Linked DNA regions of Siniperca chuatsi: region 2 is linked to region 1. Evidence: chromatin contacts called from public Hi-C data. All regions are on one chromosome and are shown on one strand. The core of a region is the stretch at or near the end of the contact, and the rest is flanking DNA. Distances in the headings are between cores, read along the strand shown.

What was found. A called contact is a pair of places that touch in the nucleus more often than the background predicts.
Region 2: a contact with region 1 is called in a Hi-C map of liver, with 4 times the contacts expected there. The contact joins the enhancer-like site here to the promoter of LOC122888753 in region 1. A contact is called at or near these places in 3 of 3 Hi-C or Micro-C datasets (liver, skeletal muscle and an unstated tissue).

Annotation. Positions count from the first base shown.
Region 1 is chrLG14:18,316,681-18,319,632 of ASM2008510v1, forward strand. LOC122888753 (putative fibroblast growth factor 1) reads left to right here and starts at 1,522. Exons shown (of 4, transcript XM_044223568.1): 1 at 1,522-1,665. The coding sequence starts at 1,624.
Region 2 is chrLG14:18,429,490-18,432,441 of ASM2008510v1, forward strand. LOC122888408 (NEDD4 family-interacting protein 1-like) reads right to left here. Exons shown (of 7, transcript XM_044222828.1): 7 at 2,479-2,952. Among protein-coding and RNA genes, the nearest start is that of LOC122888408, 10 kb to the right of the region's middle. Within about 2 kb of position 1,497, the one cell type or tissue checked has an H3K27ac peak away from gene starts, as active enhancers do. A contact at or near this core is called in liver, where this site is marked.

The DNA.
Region 1 (2,952 bases), core at 272-2,771:
TGTGATTTAACCTGTTTCAACCTGATTAGTGAGGGGGTGTCTCACAGCTCCCTAAGAATGGTAAAACAACAGATCCTTTTCATATATTATGTAAAGGGAACTTTAGCCAACTAAAGTGTCACTGGAATTTTACACTTTTGTGATAGTTTGTGGAAAGGTTTTATGTTGCTATGAATGAATAGGCAGCCAAACTGATTTTTTTACTGCGATAGTGGACCTATTCTGCCATCTCCTGGTACATAGAGGTAAAGCATCTATTTCCAGCAAACAAGCTCAGCGATGAACAGGTGAAAGAAAAGTAGGTCAGGCTCTCCACTTTTTGGCAGTGTAGTCACTCTTTTTTGTCTTATGTCTCATGATTTTAAGTGTGTTTTTAAAATGCAGATGTACTGTAGAGGATGAATTATAGAGAGAAGAGTTTCCATTAGAATGAGACAGAGGCGAGGCAACCACTGTAAATAATTCACTCAGCCTGCGCACTGCTGCTGTTTATTGTCATGCAAGTGCGAGACAGCAACAGTGAAAGTGTGCAAAAATAGATACTGAGATTGCTGCATTCTTAGAAGCCATTTTTTCATCATTTTGAGAAATGTCAACACCCCACAGTACGTATCGAAATATATATTTTTAAACTGAGTGCATTCAAATGCTTTTAATGTGTCCTGCAAAATTATGATTTATAAACCACTACCATCATTTATCCTCCAGTGAGTTAAAGTTATTCTCTGATCACAATAATAGGTTTGTATTCAATTTCTTCTTACATTCATACTGTTATATCTTTTTGGCTTTTTCTTGTCAGGAGCTGCTTGGATGTCAGTGACAGTCTGAAGCACAGTTTGTTTGCAGACAGAAACTATCCAGAAAGTATATCAGCATTGCCGTTTGCTCACTCCTGTTGGGGTCCTAATTACAAAACTGGAATCTGAGAGGCGGAGTGGCACTGATGATCAATTACATTTTTTAAAAACAGAAAACAAATTCTGCCTTTCATTTATGAAGTATTGTATCTGAAATCAAACATCATCGTCCCCTGACCTCATGCCTCTTATGTCTGTACCTGCATGTATGTATTGAGGACATTTACTGTATGTGCGATTATTTATTGTCAAATGTGTTTTTATTTTTGACGAGTAGATATTTTAACTTTGCAGGAATGCAAAGCAACTATCCTTTGCACTGTCGCCACTGGGCTAAGGTACTGGCATTATGTAAGATTAATTCTGGGAACTGAAGTCATCTGCTTTGTGTCTTTTATAAATGTTTATATTGTGTTGCTCGCCAGTGTCTCCAGGAGGACAGTGCTATAAGAATGTATCAGCGCTCAGTCAGACAGGCAGCCCTGCTCATTTCCAGGCTCTGGCTGGATCCCACGGCCTGGACACTTGCGTCACACTGTCTCAGTCTCTCTCTAGTCTAGAGCAGTAATTTTAGTCCTGACGTTGGCCTGTTAAAATGAGTCCTCTGACGTTGTTAGAAGGGTGGTGGGGGGGTACAAATACAGGCATACACACTATAGTCCAGCCACTTCTCTGGTAGAGAAAAGAGGAAGAAAGTTTGGCACAAAAGGCACAAGGAGCCGGTTTCACCCAAACCTCAGTAAAAAGAGGAAAAGAGAAGGACATGCTGGCACATCTGGGGCACTGTCACATGACTTTCTCACAGGTAGGTGACTGACTCACTAGATCAGAGGAGCTTTGTTGTTTGTGTGGGAACTTTTTTCTTGCTAGTAATCACCTCTGCTGATTCATTAATAACAGATCTTTGATGACAGGAAAGCAAGGTGATACTGATCTTACTGTACTATCTTACTCTACTTTAGCCCAAACACAATCCCCTTCAACTATCTTCCCCCGATCCAAACATACACACTGGTTCAATCTCTCCTCCCACGCATTCCGAACGTTGACTTGGTCAATGGTTGGACTTTTAATGTCATTCCCACCAGAAGCTCTGTCCAAAGGTCCCTGTGGACCAGTCTGGCTCTAACTGGCTTCTCAAAGCCTGTAATACAACGTCCTGGTCGTGTTCTTAGGAAAAGTCGGCTGTGAGTGGGTAGGCCTTACATTCCTCTTGTGGCTTTGCACTGGTCTGTCTTTCACTTTCCTTCTCCCTCTCTCATTCCTCTCTTCCTCCCTCTGTTTCTTATGCCTCTCCAAGACATTCCAGATGTGGGCTAGCCTGGCTCTATTGCAGTTATACTCTACCTCTGGCTACAAATGATAACAAAGACCAGAGTTGTACAGTACCACTGCTTGGCTGGGTCCTTCACTGCTTCCCTGCTCCTTTTCTATTTGACAGGACAGACTTAATGACAGCCACTGCTGCTCTGGGATCGCTACCCTCCAGGATATTGAGATTACACTGACATTGTGGCTTTAAAGTGGGCTTGATTGTTTTTTGGATAAGCTTTTGAGGAAGCAGACAGTCCAAGGGTAAGCCTGACAGGGCTGGATGGATTCAAGTTCCACAAGTGGAAAGATTTCAAGTGTTTGGCTGCTGGAGATTTGTTTGACTGTAAAATGTAGTCAGCTAAAGCCAACTGAATTCAGGGTGTTAATACAAAACATTTTTGCCTCAAACAATGTGAGGAAAATGGCTATTGTGTTTCACTTGTAGATTACAATGTGATGTGTCAAACTGTAGCATATACTTATTAGACTACTGCTGGCACTTGCAACATTTCCAGCAGGGAGTAAAACCATTAGAGCAAATTTTCTGTCCTTCGTCCACATGTTTATTTTGTTGTCTGGCCTTGCACTGATTCCAGGTGAAAGTTACATCACTGCATCTGGAAATTATTACCACAAAGAAAGAATCTAAGTGATGTTCGGTCGGAAAACAAGTTTGGTCATGTGGCGGCTCTGCCTGGCCTCCATCCAGATCTGATTCCCCGGCTGGTTTCATCAGAAAAAGAGTACCTTAAAAGGTTGACAGAGAGAAACAGAGAGA
Region 2 (2,952 bases), core at 247-2,746, 110 kb after region 1:
ATGAGAAAATCGATACCACTCTCACGTATGTGTGGTAAATATGTAGCTGAAGCCAGCAGCCAGTTAGCTTTAGCTTAGCATAAAGACTAGCTAGTCTGGCTCTGTCCAACAGTAACAAAATGCGTCTACCAGCGTGAAGCTCACTAATTAACGTGTTATATCTCGTTTGTTTAAGTCATACAAAAAACCTGTGGAAAAACGAAACTTTGCCTCTTGAGAGGGAGTATGTGCAAGACTATTTCTTGGCTGGGACCAGTTGCTAGGCAACCAGCAGAGACTACAGAAAATGATTAGTCTTTATGTTAAGCTAAACTAACCAGCGAGTGGTGTCCATCTTCTCATTAACTCTCAACAAGAAAGCAAATACGCGTATTCCCCAAAATATCAAACTAGTCTATCATAGTATAATATTAGATATCTATAATAGAAAACATTTTGACATGTCACAGTAGGAAAAACACAGATGTAAATAATAAAATGAATGATGTCTGAATTCCATTTAGCTGCTTCAGTTTCAGGATCCTGGTGTTGTGCATGCTGGCTTACTGTCACACTGCCACACTGCCATGACTTACTGGGACACTTGAATACAACAGAGCCATCACACACACCTGTGCTTTTCCTACTATGACAAGTCAAAATGTCTGCTGTGAAGGCCTATTCTCAAACAGCAGTTTACTCACTCAGTGCTTATTAAATTCTGCAGTCAAGTCAGATAAATCACACAAATAGCATTATACATATTACAAATATCAGACCCGAAAAAGTGCATATATATTTTCTGCATATTAAGGTTAAAAAAAAGATTTTTAAACTAGCCTGGTGTAGTATTTACCTGTTGACCATAAAAATCACAACCTCTGAACAAACCTGAGTAGTTTATAGGAAAAAGCAGTTTAAAGACCCCTAGTCTCCCTATTTTTTCAGGGGGAGGAGGGGTTCCTAAACATATCGTATGCCTTTATCAGCTATTGTAAATTCAAATTGTCTTTGCACAAAAAGTCTAACAGAAGCCAGAAAAGAAAAGCTTGTCTCTTTGGAAAGAGGTTCTCACTCCCAGGTTCTGTAAATCAGAAAGCCGCCTCTTATCTTTTGATAGCTAAAACATGCGAGCAGTGCAGGCACTTGGCTAGCACACATAATTCCCATCAATTACTTCAAGAAATACTTCCGTCTGTAAATCGAGGGCAGCTGACAAGACACAGACAGCTCTTGGCACAATGGAGTTATTTTATGAATGACATCTGGATAACAAGAACACCTGCACTGGGTGACCCTGCTGGAGCAGAGGAGGAATGACGTTAGAGAAGGATTCAAGCGGATTGAGGCTGAATTTGTGTAAGATGTGGACGATAAGGAATTTTGTTGTTTGTGTGCTTTGCCAGAATTTACAGCTGAAACACTGTCATTGATTAAACCCGTCTGCACCTGGCAAAATGAAGCTTGTTTATCCAAGGTCATGTGGTGACGTGGTGGTTCACTGATGGTCTGGTATATGACCTTTGCCCTATTTGTCTTTTTCTCTCTCCCACCTTTACGGGCTATTTGTGCTGTGTAAAATCTAAGAAATGAACACAAAATGATCTTAAAGTACTCAAGTAATGAATTTTCTAAAGCTGAGACCGTTTAAAGTTCACATTTGCAGCCCAGAGCTACTGAACATCTGTAATTTCTGACCGGCAGCTGTTTTTATTTTTCCAAAGTGCACAATGCAAAAGAAGAAATTACTTCAGGAAATCTGATTTTCAAAAAATAAATAAATAAATAAAAATCACCAGTGGTGCAGCAACTCAGAAGTAAAAAAACAGAAAATCTATAGTTCATAAGGGATGAGAAACAATTGTTAAAAATATCAACCAACATGCTGTTGTCAAACTTGTGTCAAATTCAGAATTTCCTGTCATCATATGCTCTTGGGAATAGTTTAATCATATGCTGTAAAATAATCCTTTTAGTGAATTGAGTGACATGTCCCCCCCATGCCCTGTGAAAGATGACCTGAATGGAGTCAAAGTCATATCAACTGAGCACCACTAGAGGCCAATATCCAGCCATGATGGGGTGGAGAGACCGGCGAGATGATGTGTCACTATGTGACTGTAAAAGTTTCCAGTGAAACCAAAGACTGTTTCAGTTGGTGTGACATGTCTTCCAGGTGGGGTGACCTTCACTTCCTGTTCCAACTGCATGGAAAAACACTGCTGACATGTATAATTTAGCCACCAGCAGTAAATCATCTCGATTCTTGACACACACACACACACACACACACACACACACACACACACACACACACACACACACACACACACACACACACGTGTCTCATGTGTGTTAAATTTAGCATGGTTAAGTACATCTCATGTCAGTAACTGAACATCATGGTCAGCTAGATGTCCTCTCTCTGTGGCTGAAGACTGTTGGCTCTCCACATTTCCGAAGCCTCCACACACCGAAGCCACACTCTTAAATACTAAACATGGTAGATTGTGTTTTTATTTAGGTCCAGTAAGGTCATGAGGGTGAGGAGTTCAAATTAAACTTGGTTAAAGTCTAAAACAATGTATCATCCACTGACAGAATATAATTTCTTGATGTATCTCTCTAATTTAGGCATTTTGGAGATAAAACCACATCATTTGAAAATGTCAGTCTTAATGATTTTGAGAGGGGGAATCAAGCTTCTTTTGTCAATCTTTTAAATTACTTTCCTAAAGTCAAGACACCTGAGCTTGCAGCCCAGAGAACAACAGCATGGCTGGATTTTAATGTTTGTATGCAAGTTTAAAATCCAGCAGTAATAGAAATAGCTCCTCCTTTTAGTTAATATCAACATACTTATCTTTGAACAGTTCTCTGATTTTATATGATTGAGTGCTACATAATTCAAGTTGTTGTGTAGTGGTACCCTGCAACCTGAATATCTAGCACAACTAAAATGGCTGTTATGTC